3 separate regions of the Mus musculus genome follow, and regions 1 and 3 are each linked to region 2. A link is a contact called in public promoter capture Hi-C data. All regions are on one chromosome and are shown on one strand. Each heading gives the region's core, a stretch centred on a gene start, on an enhancer-like site or on the middle of the called end of the contact. The rest is flanking DNA. Distances are from core to core; before and after follow the strand shown. Region 1 holds the start of Mlec (malectin). Region 2 holds the start of Alkbh2 (alkB homolog 2, alpha-ketoglutarate-dependent dioxygenase). Region 3 holds the start of Rnf10 (ring finger protein 10).

Region 1 (4,083 bases), core at 1,114-3,613, 1.0 Mb after region 2:
AGGAATACCAGAGGACTAAAGATGGCAGTCCTAGTTTCATCCTCTGTACCGGGGACCTAACAGGAGGACAATGGAACCAGTGTATAGCTGGATATCTGAATGAAGAAACCAGCTGTACACTGCCCTCACCACCATTATCTCAAGAGGCAAAGTCCACCAACTGTGCGGTTTCCTCAGGAGCTCCTTCCTCTCTGCCCACAAGCATGAAGAAAGAGGAACACCAGCAACAGAGGCAGTAACGACCTGCTGTTACAAAGTCTGGCTTTGGCTGCCACGACCTGGAGCCCTGACTCAGCGGAATCCAGGTTCCTGGGACCTGCATGCCAGGTCTAAATGAATTCCAGGACACAGAACTTCAGAGAACAGCCCCATGTGCCAAGACCCTTACATGTATAAAAGCAAAGAATTCTGGTTTCTTTTGTGAAACAAGCTCTCATAATGTAGCCCTGGATTGCTGGCTGACCTGGATCTCCCTAGATAAACCAGACTGGCTTTCATCAATCAGGGATCCTCCTGCCTCTGCCTTGATGGTACTGAGATTATAGGTGTGTGCCACAACATCCAGATAAGACACACACAATATAACTATCTCGACACAGAAACTGGGAGAAACTAAGTTGAAACCTTCAGTAAAGTTAAAAGAACCACACACAAACACTGAAAAAAGAGATTTCCTGTTGTCTGCAAAGGCAGCCTCTGCGCCCAGCATACAGCATCAATCTTCCAGAACATGAAACAAGAAAAACCTTTTCAAAAAACCTTTTCAAACAGTTTTGTGTAGTGTTCTGCCTGCATGTATGTCTCTCTGTGCACACGTGTGCCTGTGACTGTGGATGTCAGAAAGCCGCACTGGATCCCTGGGAAATGGAGTTATGGACAATCCTGAGCTATCATCTGGATGCTGGGAATCAAACGGGTTCTCTGAGAGAACAATCTGCACTCTTAACCACCGAGCCAGCTCTTCAGTCCCCGACTTTCCTTCTAAACCTGTTTTTCAATCCTACTTATGGAAGAATCTAGAGCGGTTTTCTCCAAAGAATGAATTGGGGGGGGGGGGGGTAAGGTAACCTATAACAGAAGTGCCTAGGGCAGAGACCCGAGTCCCAGCTAGTTAAGTTAAAAAAAAAAAAAAAAGTTTGTCTACTGTGTCTAGAGACTGCCCAGGAACCTGTATTTTTAACCATCTGTTCTCAAAAATTCTCATTTGGCCGTTGTGAACCTGTATTTTTAACCATCTGCCCTCAAAATTCTCATTTGGCCGTTGTGAACTGTGAAACTCTGTAAAACCCACTTTCCCCCTAAGCTGGGATCAAACGTCTTACGATCACCCGGGGGTCACACTCAAACCTTACACAGGTTGACCTCATAGGCAGGATGGGCTGCGATATACCGACACCCGTCGGGTGGCTTTGACTTTTAAGCATACAAATTCCAAAGGAGGGGAGGGGAGGGGTGCCACAGTCAAACTTTCCCGTACTATTCCCCCTTCGAAGACTCCCTGCCGTTCTGGCGAAGAATCAAGCCTCAGTCCCGGGCTTGGAAGGGGCACGGAAAACGGCGGGTGATCTGTAGGGTGGGCAAAGCATCTCCTGGAAACCGTCGCGATGGATGGCAGAGCAGCGGAGTCGATGACCTCCAACCTGCGAGGCCTCCAGGCGCCAGGCAAAAGGCCACCCTTGCCTTTTACATTCCCAGCTTGGGTGGGATGAGGGGCTGGGGCAAGGTAAAATGAGAAAGGGTCTAAATATAAACTTCTCGCCAACTCTATGCCTCGATGGCTCTTGGAAGCTTCCAGTCAGGGCTAGGCCCTGGGTCCTGGCCAGGTCCCTGGAGGGTGGGGGGTTGGGGGGCTGGGGGTAGGTTCACTGCAGAGAGAAACTTCGTTCCAAGGCTGTGGTCTCCCGGCTGGAGAGGAAGGGGTTCGAGGCCCGCAGCTGCGCCCTGCTCCCAGGCTGCGGACCCCCCCAGGCTCGGCCGGAGGGGCTCTCACCTCGGCCCACCCGGCCTTCCAGAGGGTCCTTGCGGAAGTGGATCCCGTGCACGTCCACATGCGCCTCGCCGCCTGCGTTCACTGCCCAGATGACGCTCTCCGGCAGTCCGGCCCCGGCGGCGCCGACCACGCCGAGCCCCGGACCCCGGAGCTTCGGTCCCAGCAGCAGCAGCAACAGAAGCAGCCGGAGAAGCGCCACAGCGGTTCCCTCGGCTCCCCGGGGCCTCAGCATGGCGGCCACCACGGCGGGGGCAGCCCCTGCCGACCCTCGTCCTCGGCCGGCCGCCCCCAACTCAGGAGAACAGCGCAGCGGACCGTTCTGCCTCGGCAACCCGGGACATGTCGCTCTCAGGGCCTCCTCCTCCTCCTCCTCCACCTCCTCGGCCTTGGGGCGCCGCCTCCCACCTCGGGAGCAACCTACCCCGACGCCCAGCCCTCAGCCCGGAGCGCCTCAGCCAATCAGAGGGAGGCCCTCATGAATTACCCACCACCCCGCCGAGAGCGGCCGCGCCATTGGCTGGTGCGTCCGGGGAGGGGAGTGGCCGCGCCTAGGCTCCGGCCCAACCACGGGGCACGAGAAGGAGCGCGCGCCCAGGGAGGGAGTTCGGTTGAAGCGGCGGTTCCATGCGGAAGTGGCGGGTGCAGCGCCCAGGCCGCCCCGGAATCCCACAGTCGACTGGGAAAGGTGGCCTGGGCCGGGGAAGGTTTAGAGAAGGGCGCACTGACACGTCGCCAACACTTCCGGTGCTCTAGAGCTGGGGACCGAGTCAGCTCAGAAGGGGGCGTTGCCGCCTTTTCCATCCCTCCTCCTTCAACTCAGAAAGCAAGAGCCCAGGCTCTTGCAAGCCGAGCGATGGTTTGTCCCCGGGTGGAGCATCGGGGCCCGTCTCTCCCTTGGATGCCATGTGAACAGGTGGCGGGACACGCGAGTCCCGCGAGGATACGGTCCCCACCGTCACCCCTTAGCAGGCGCTTGGTGTGTGGTAGCGTCCAGGAGGCCGTCCAATCAGAATGCTCCAACGCAGCGGAAACGCGTGGCTGTTAGGGGGAGGGGGCTCCAGGGTGCCTGCGTCTCCATGGCGACGGTCCCTGGCGGGCCTGGAAACCTAAGTGGAGCTAGGGGCTTCCTCCTCCTCCTCCTGCTGGGGACCACTGGCACGACCCGAGCTCCCTGCTTTGGCATTTCACACAGCGCTCTTCTGCGTTATTGTCCATGCCCTTGGGTATCTGCCTCAACTCCCATTTTTCCGACCCAGCCAAGCGGGGGAAGTGGAATCATTTGTTCCATAAGTACTTATCCTGTCCATACAGATAATGCGGACAAAACATGGAAAGCCCGGTTGAATTTGATTTTTGAGGTTCAGAAAAAGGAACATAAAACAACTCTGGGCGCGCTGACGCCAGGTGACGCGTGCCTGTATTCTCAGAGGTTAAAGCAGGATGATTACCGGGAGTTTTAAAAGGCCAGCTTGAGCTCCAAGAGTGCGATCCTGTCTCTATAACAATAAATAGGAGGCTGGAAAGATGGCTCGGTGTCTAGAGCGCTAGCTGCTTTGGCAGAGAACATGGGTTTTTTTACCCCCAGTCCCCTTAAGGCTGCTAAGGATGTGGGGGCCCAAAGGCCAGGAGGTCGTGGCACATGCCTTTAATCCCAGCACTTGGGAGGCAGAGGCAGGCGGATTTCTGAGTTCGAGGCCAGCCTGGTCTACAAAGTGAGTTCCAGAACAGCCAGGGCTATACAGAGAAAAACTAAAAAAAAAAGAAGGGGTCGCGGTTTTCTGACCTTCATTGTGTGTCCGTGACACGTAGACATACAGGTATTAAAGCCCCTGCTTGGGACTGCCAAGATCCAGGTCAAAGTTTTCTCTAAATCCGCAAAACTCTCTCAGGACAGGTGACCTTCATAGAGTGACAGGAGCTACAGTCTGGGGCTGAGCCCGAGATGGGCTCCGTTCCCCTCTCAGTGGCTTCCCAGTTCTATCATCCATTAGAGCTTTGAGCCTTTGCTGACCCAAACACCATCCATCTACTCAGAAAATTCTCTCCCTAGCCCTGCACCTCTCTCCTCTGGGAAACCAGGGTTGAGCTGAGCA
Region 2 (4,385 bases), core at 952-3,451:
GGAGGCTCACTGGCCAGCTGGCCTCACTGGATCTGCAAGTTCCAGACTCAGGAGAGGCCATGTCTCAGTGAGGAAGCGGTCTCCAGCTGGGCTTTATGTCAAGGGGCAGAAGGAATGCACATGAGTATACTGAAAATCCACTGGATTCTGTGGCTTCCTTGTGCAGACACATGAGACATGTAGACACACTATGTGCAGACACACAAGGCATGTGGACACAATAGCATTAAAACCAGCGGGCCACAAAAACAAAATAACATGAGAGCACCACAGGGGCTTGGGACAAAGGGGTTCTGTAGGAGTCAGGGTGATGAATCGGGGGTGTGTGAAAACAGCCAAAATGCATCATACACATGCATGAAATTGCTGAAAACAAAACATGGGTGACTTGTGATAAGTTATTTCTCTGCCACGGGTGAAATGGGCCAAGACAGATTAGATAATACTAAATGCAGTTTCTTGGGGCCAGTTCACTGGCCAGGGAATTCACCATAGGGGAGGAGGAAGAGAAATAGAAATAGAAAAAGAGCTCGAGTGTACAGAGAGAAGAGAAAGAGGAGAGACCACAATGTCTGGATCATATAGGGAAGAGCCTCTGGGGGAAGGGCTGCTCAACCCCTGGGCTGGAAACAGGGTTGGGGGCAGGGTATGTCAGGAAAGGACTTGTGTGTGGGGGGAGGAGGGGGATGCTGGAAGAACCTGGAGGCCTGGTCTGCTTTGATATACAAAATACACACTCCCTTTGTCCCTGGTCCAGAACCAAATCCTTCTAAGAGAAGGCCCCTGAGGCCATCATTCTCCCCTTCCTTTTTAAAATTTTGTTTTATTTTATGTATTTAAATATTTTATTTTGCTTGCTTGTGATGTCTGTGCCCTCGAAGGCTGGACAAGGGCACCACAGTAGCTGGAACTGGAGTTACAGAGGATTGTGGGCTGCCATGTGGGTGCTCAGACCCAAACTTGGGTCCTCTGGGACAGCAACTAGTCTTAACTGCTGACTCATCTCATACATTTATTTAATTATGGTCTTTAACAAAACAAAACAGGGTGTCGACAGGCAGTGGTGGCGCACGCCTTTAATCCCAGCACTTGGGAGGCAGAGGCAGGAGGATTTCTGAATTTGAGGTCAGCCTGGTCTACAGAGTGAGTTTCAAGGCAGCCAGGGCAACACAGAGAAACCCTGTCTCGAAAAAACAAAAACCACTGAGGCCTAACCTTCGCCTCCAGCTATTTTGAATCAGTATCACGAAGATCCCAGAATGGTTCGGTTTGGGGGTTTGTTTTGCTTTTTTTGTTATTTAGTTTTTTAACTTCCCAGGTAATTCCAATCAGTTGCCAAATAATTTCGTTCTAGACCTCGTGGACAGTTCGTATGCCAAACCATAACCTAACCTAACCAGAGCTGCCCAGACCGTGACCTAATCCGTCACAGCCGGAAGTTCACGCTTCTCCCAGGGAAGGCGCATCCTGTCCTCGCACAAGCCTAACGCACGTAAGACCTCCGCCTACCAGTAAAATACTCCACTTCTTGCTCCAACTCTCGGAAAATCTTGTCTGCCTCGGCTTTGCCGAATAGGACGGTGTAATCACAGCTCAGACCTTCCGCGCGAAGGTGTCGCCAGTCCGGGCTCTTCAGGTCGCCCGAGGCTCCTCCCGTCGGGGCGGGCTCCTCCCCTCCCCCTTGGAGGTCGCGGAGGTCTGGCCTCACCAGGAACTTGTCCATCCCGCCGCCCACTCACAGCTCAGACGCGTCCTACAAAGGAAACAAGAGCGCATTAAACCTCCTAGGAGGTGCCTGGCGGGCATCATCCAGGCGGGGAGCCTGCCCTGTAGCTTAAGTCTTCCTAGCACAAGCTGACCCGAACCACGCTGTCCTCACGCCCCAGGCGCCCATCGGTAGGAATCCCGGGCACGCATCCCCAGGCCCGCCCTGGAATGGAGTACTTTTAAAGACCCGTCCGTCCTCTTCGGAATTCGAGAGCTTTGGCTGCAAACGGCTGCCCAAACCCAAAAGGCTACACATGGGAAGACGCAAGCGCAGAGAGGCATGAGGCTCGCCCAGTTACCCAGAAAAGCAGGGTTGCCTCTGCCCTGCGGCCCCGCGGGGTAGGGGCTGGCACGGGCGAGCAACCGGGCTCCACCGGAGAGCCCGGAGCGGTGGGTCAGGTCTCTGCACAGACACACGCAGCCCCAGGAACCCTCACCCCGCCCCTCCCGCCTACGCGGGACTTCCGGGCACAGCGCCCCCTGCCGGTCTCCCTGCGCACCGCAGGATGCTGCCTTCACCTGATGGCTCAGCAAGGTTAGGCCTGTGGACCAGTTCTGGGGTCTACGAGCCTAGTGTGCTACAGCATACTGTCTGGGGGGCTTGAGGGCAGTGTATGAATCTGCACTCCTGACAAAGACACAGCATTGTCTGACCACTACAGTCGACATGGAGAACAGTTATACCATCCCATAGAATCCTTCCTCCCTTAGGTTCCGACATAATTTGTCAGCTATTCCTTGCTTGCTCTTCTTCACGATTCCACATAAATGTGATGGATTAGAGGCTGTATAGCCTTTTGCGTTTGACTTATTTCTGTAAGCACACTGCTTTTAGATATAACCGTGTTTTAAAATCTTTATTTTATTTTATTTATATGAGTACACTATTGCTCTCTTCAGACACACCAGAAGAGAGCATAAGATTCCATTACAGATGGTTGTGAGCCACCACGTGGTTGCTGAGAATTGAACTCAGGGCCTCTGGAAGAGCAGTCAGTGCTCTTAACCGCTGAGCCATCTCTCCTGCCCCTGCCCCCGTGTTTTTTAATCTTTTGGGGGGGTTGTTTTTGTTTGTTTTTCTTTTCTTTGTATGTGTGTGTGTGTGTGGTTTGTTTCGAGACAGGGTTTCTCTGTGTAGTCCCAGCTGTCCTGGAACTCACTTTGTAGACCAGGCTGGCCTCAGACTCAGGAATCCATCTGCCTCTGTCTCCCAAGTGCTGGGATTAAAGGCGTGCGCCACCACTGCCCAGCTGTGTTTTTTAATCTTTAGCTTCAAGTACAGCCATTTTATTTATATACTATGTATAAACATAGAGGACATTTGTACCGTTTTTCTCCTTCCATTGCTGGTATGGAAAGACCTGTGACAGTCATTTCTTGCTCCTGGTGGCACAGAAGAAAAAAAAATCACCATAAATATTCAAGCTCAAACTTTTCTGTGAATGCTGAGTTTACTTCATTGAGAAAACGCCCTGGTCCTCGACCAGAGGGAACGTGTTATATCTCTCTAAAGTGCTGCCTATGGGAGCACACGGTGCTCTCTGCTGTCACACACCAGCAGGGCACAGCAGGTCCTGTCTTATCCACGTTGTATTTTGGAGATGAAAACAAAAAAGGGGCAATGTGATAAACAAGATTTCTTTGTACAATATGGAAGTTGTGAGCAGGGTGACAGGCTAGGGAGTAGGGGGGGATGGGGAAGAGGATCTTACAGGGAAGAATCCTAAGCCAGCATTGAAGCTTTCCAGGTAAGGGACAAAATAACATAGCATGCGAAGATTTTAGCGGGACGCTGCGGAAAGGCAAACCGCCTGGAGAACTGCTAAATTGGGAGTCTAGTCAGTTCAGATTGGGAGGCTGTAGCCCAGACTAGCCCCTAACAGCTTGTGTAGCCAAGCCTTGTGCTCCTGATCCTCTTGCCTCCACCTCCCAGATGCTGGGCTCACAGGGTGTGTCACCACTCTGTGACACACGGCGGCATAGGAGGGTTTTTCCAGGGCAGCGGTCGGTCGAGGTTTAAATTACACTTGCAGTGGCACACGCCTTTAATCCCAGCACTTGGGAGGCAGAGGCAGGCGGATTTCTGAATCCAAGGCCAGCCGGGTCTACAGAGAGTTCCAGGACAGCCAGGGCTATACAGAGAAACTCTGTCTTGAAAAACCAAAAAAAAAAAAAAAATAAAAAAAATAAATAAATAAATTACACCTGCAAAAGATCACTCAGTAGAAAAGAGTAGCTGGGATTGTTATATTAGAGGGAAGGATATAACTGAAAGCTGCACAACTGAATGTATGTCTGACGTGAGTGTGGGAGGTAAAAAGTACAAGGGGGTGTATGGCTCAGTGGTCAAGCGGTTGCTCAGGATGCACAAAGGCCCTGAGTTCAATCCCCAAAGGGGACTGAAAAGGAGGGAGGGAGGTGTATCTGGGGAAGTGGAACATTTCGGGGTTAAAGGCCTTCAATCTTTACATCAGTAAGACTTGGAGAAAGCCCCGCTTTAGAGCTAGGACAGGTAGGTAGGTAAGCAGCAGGCTCCCCCTACCTCCTAAGCCCCACCCACCCGGGGGCGGGGCCTCAGCCCCTCCCACACATGCGCGCTGGGCCTCACCGACCCCTGC
Region 3 (4,187 bases), core at 83-2,582, 1.1 Mb after region 2:
TAATACTAAGAAGCCTGACTACACACATCACTCTCTCTCTCACACACACACACACACACACACACACACACACCATGAAAGCCAAGCCCATATAACCTACCGCACACAAACAGGCATAATATTTAGGCAAAAAGTTGTCAAGTACTCTAAGCGCTTAGCCCATTTACTTAATAGTGTGTATTAGCAAACTCAAGGACTGAACCTAAATGAACTGAATGCAGGGTCTGCATGCTTTACTATCACGCCGAGCAACGCCATCCCAACATGAGTCCTCTTAAACAGAGGAGCAGACCCGGTGCCAGATTTAAGTCTGAAAATCCTCGGGCCTCACCCTCTCTTATTCAAACTTGAATGCCACCCAAAGCTAATCCGACACTAGAAGAGAAAACAAAGTCAATTGTTTTAGAGCCTGGACCGACGGTGAGTCACACAAAGCCAGGTCTTGAGGCCTTCTGTGAGGTGCTTGCCACCTGGATGACCTTAACCCTTTCCAAAATCTCAGATCCCTCATCTGCAAAATGGGGCTAAGAATAGCGCCTACTTCAGCCAGCTGTTTTGAATATGAATGCAAGGGCCCAAATTAACCACGCAGCGCAGATCGGCTTAACCGTAAATACTGGATGTCAGTGCAAGCGGAAGGTGGGTCGTTTGTCCCTCCTCCCCCAAGTGACCCGGCAGACCCGCCGGCTCTTACCACTCTTGGGTTTAGACTCGCCGGCCGGCCCCGCCGAGGCGGAGCGGGGCGGCTGTTGCCCTTTGCTGCTGCCCGAGGAGGCGGAGGAGCTGTTGGAGCCGCTGTTCTTGTCCATGTCGGAGGCGGTGGCGGCGGCGCTGGGGGAGCTCTGCGGCATCAAAGGGGGCCTCGGCGGCGACGGCGGTCGGAGCGGAGCGGGCGCGGCGGGGACCCAGGCTCATGGCGTTCAGGGCCGGCGGGGGTCGGCGGCGGCAGCGGTTCTCGGCCTTCATGGCGACATTTTTCCTTGTTTCCTTCCTCAGCTTCTCAAAATGGAAGGAGAAGCGGCAAGGTGGGGTTGTGGGGCCCAGAGGCGGCGGTGACCGAAGAGGAGGACGAGGACGAGGAGGAGGAGGAGGAGGAGGCCGGGGCTCGGAGGTCCGGGCCGGGCCTGGCGGGGCAGAGGCTGCGGGGGAAAGGGAGGCGCGGGAGGGTCGCGAGCCCCGCCGGCCGGCCGGACACGCTCTCCCGCCGCGGGGCAGGAGAGAGGGCTGGCTGTCTCGGTGCCGGGGACCGGGGTCTCCGACACAGCGACCGACACTCGCCTCTGGGCCGAGGCCGAGCTGCTCCGGGAATGGCGACGAGTCGCCAAACAGCATCTCCAAGAACCCGGATGGACTATTTATATAGTTGCCAGGCGGGCGTGGTGCATTCTGGGAAGTGTAGTCTTTTACCTACATCCGGGTCCTAGGGGAGGGACCGCTTGTGCCTGCCAATGCTTTTTTTCTCTCTTCCCTGTTCGAGGTTTCTTTTCCTTCCCGCCTCCCTAGCGGGTTCCTTCTTTTTGAGACAATGTTTCATTTTGTAGTCCTAACGGGACCTGAACTCTTTGTGTGCAACAGTCTGGCTTCCAATTCACAGATATTCCTCGCCAGTGCTTGGATTTTTTTCTTTTTTTAAAAAAAAGATGTGTGGGTGTCTGGCCTCCTACAATACCAAGCAAACACGTGGTATACAGACATACTCATATAGACAAAACACCCATACACAAAATTTTTTAGAAAACCAAGTGGAGTGTGATGGCCCACCTGCAATTCCGGTGCACCGGAGACAAGAGATCTGGAAATTCCCAGAACAAACTGGCTAGCCAGACTAGCTCAAATGGTGAGTCTACCTAGCCATTCTGTGAAGAATGTGGAGAGTCTTGGAGGAAAACACTCAATGGCAGCCTCAGAACTCCATGTACACCTGTGCATACGTGTAAGATTTTTCATACACGTATGCATGCCACATTCATATATAAAGATCGGTAAGAAGCAACATTCGAAACACCAACAAAGAGAAACAACATAGTACAGTTAAGTAAGGAGATGCTAATCAAACACGTTTCAATAGAAAAGCATCCCAGCTTGAGAGGGATAAAAGAGGACTTCTTAGAAATGCTGTGTCATGTGACACACACAGGACGAATGGAATTTGGGGGGGGGGGGCTGTTAGGGATCAAATCCAGAGCTCCATGCTCACAATCTAGTTTTCTACCTCTAAGCTACTACCTCATCTAGCCGATGAGTGGAATTTTAGCAATCGTGTATGTAGGAGAACTAGAGTGGCTCATGCCTGTATCACTAATACTCAAGAAGCAGAGACAGAAGACGGATGCCAGTGGTGCACATCTTTAATCTCAGCACTCAGGAGGCAGATGCAGGTGGATCTCTGAGTTCAAGGCCAGCCTGGTCTACAGAGCAAGTTTCAGGTCAGCTGGGGCTACACAGAAAAACCTTGTCTCAAAAAAATAAATAAATAAACAGAGACAGGAAGTGCAGAGTGTAAGGCTAGCATGTGCTACATAGTGAGACCATGTTCCTTATAAGAGAGAAAAAGAATAAAAGCAGACAGTGTAGTGTAGTCACAGGGCCCTTGCATGGGCAAAGTTCTGATTTGATCCTCAGTATCATAAATGGGAAAGGAACAAGAATGTGCGGGCCAAGCCAGGCAGTGGTGGCGCACACCTTTAATCCCAGCACTTGGGAGGCAGAGGCAGGGCAAAAAAGAAAGAAAAGAAAAGAAAAAAAGAAAGAAAGAAAAATGAAAAAAGCAGGAGTCAGACTCTTATTTGGTTCCTTATTATCATATAGTATATGAGATATTATTTAGTATGGAAGGAATCAGTTTAAAATGACATGGAGATCCATAGAACTATAACTTGGGGGGGAGGGGTTTGCTAGAGAGATGGCTCGGAGGTTAAGAGCACTGAATGCTTTTCCAGAGGTCCTAAACTCAATTCCAAATCACAAACATGGTGGCTCACAACCATCTGTAAGGTGATCCACTGCCCTCTTCTGGTGTGTCTGAAGATAGCTACAGTGTACTCACATATATAAAATAAATAAATCCATTTTTAAAAAGGAACTATAATTTTTCAGTTTTTTGGTTGTTATTTTATTTTTGTGTTTACACATGTTTTACCAGCTAGTATGTCTGTGCCATGTGTCTCTAGATACCAGAAGAGAGGATTGTATACCCCAGCACTGGAATTAAAGCACCATATAGGCTCTGGGAATCAAACCCAGGTCCTCTGGAAGAGTAGCTAGTGTTCTTAATTGCTGAGCTATCTCACCTGAAAGGACTCTGGCTAGCCTGAGTGTGGTGAGCATGGCTCTGGCAAGCCCTGCCTTCTCTCCCTATTCCTTCTGCCTTTCTAAAAACCATGAAATTATCTTCCTAAAGCTAGCCCCCAAGGTCTGTTTCCTTATTTGGCCACATCCTGCTCCTGAGGCTGACTACCAAGGTCCAGCTATCAAAGTATTGAAGTGAAGAAATCAGAAGCCTCCTTTGGCTCAGCTAATTAACATGCCCACGCCCACTTAAAGTTAAAGGCCTCATCCTAACATGGGGTTTTCCCTTTTACCTTTATAAACTGCTATTTTCTTTTTCTTTTCTTTTTCTTTTTTATTTTTACTTTTTTTTTTTTTTTTTTTTTTTTTGGGTTTTCGACCTAGGGTTTCTTTGTGTAGCCCTGGCTGGCCTGGAACTCACTCTGTAGACCTGGCTGGCCTCAAACTCAGAAATCTGCTTGCCTCTGCCTCCCAAGTGCTGGGATTAAGGCCTGTGCCATCACTGCCAGGCATCTGCTATTTTCCTATGAGCCATGTCTGTCTCCTCTCTATCCAGAGGCAAGGCTTCTTCCTATGGGACAAATGCCCCTCCCCCTCTTTCCTGTTCCCTTCATCTTCTCCCTCTTCCTCTATCTCCTTCCTATCTTTGTCCCTTATCCCTGCCCTCTCTCCCTCTGGAGGAAATAATCTCCTTTGAAAATTGAGAACTTGGTCTTGGGGGTCCTGAGTGATACTTTTCCTTTCATCACTGGCCCCAAGGAGTTTGTTTTTGTTTGTTTTTGACAGGATCTCACTTTTTAGTCCTGGGTGACCTGGAACTCTCTATAGAACCAGTCTAATCTCAGACTTACAAAGATCCACCTGCTTGTGTCTCCTGAATATGCTGTAATTAATGGTGT

The links. Promoter capture Hi-C pulls out the DNA fragments that hold promoters and counts their contacts.
Region 1: a contact with region 2 is called in a promoter capture Hi-C map of liver, with 5 times the contacts expected there. The contact joins the promoter of Mlec here to the promoter of Alkbh2 in region 2. A contact is called at or near these places in 6 of 39 promoter capture datasets (cranial neural crest, hippocampal neurons, liver and 2 more).
Region 3: a promoter capture Hi-C map of liver shows a contact between it and region 2, with 5 times the contacts expected there. The contact joins the promoter of Rnf10 here to the promoter of Alkbh2 in region 2. A contact is called at or near these places in 3 of 39 promoter capture datasets (liver and pre-B cells) and 1 of 9 other capture datasets (adipose tissue).

The regions. Positions count from the first base shown.
Region 1 is chr5:115,155,813-115,159,895 of GRCm38.p6, forward strand. Mlec (malectin) reads right to left here and starts at 2,364. Exons shown (of 5, transcript NM_175403.3): 1 at 1,991-2,364. The coding sequence starts at 2,222. Gm35465 (a long non-coding RNA gene) reads left to right here and starts at 3,687. Exons shown (of 2, transcript XR_387598.3): 1 at 3,687-4,083.
Region 2 is chr5:114,126,017-114,130,401 of GRCm38.p6, forward strand. Alkbh2 (alkB homolog 2, alpha-ketoglutarate-dependent dioxygenase) reads right to left here and starts at 2,202. Exons shown (of 4, transcript NM_001359941.1): 1 at 2,067-2,202; 2 at 1,510-1,753. The coding sequence starts at 1,723. It also overlaps a transcript of Ung not described here.
Region 3 is chr5:115,271,563-115,275,749 of GRCm38.p6, forward strand. It overlaps Rnf10 (ring finger protein 10), which reads right to left and starts at 1,333. Exons shown (of 17, transcript NM_016698.2): 1 at 695-1,333. The coding sequence starts at 851.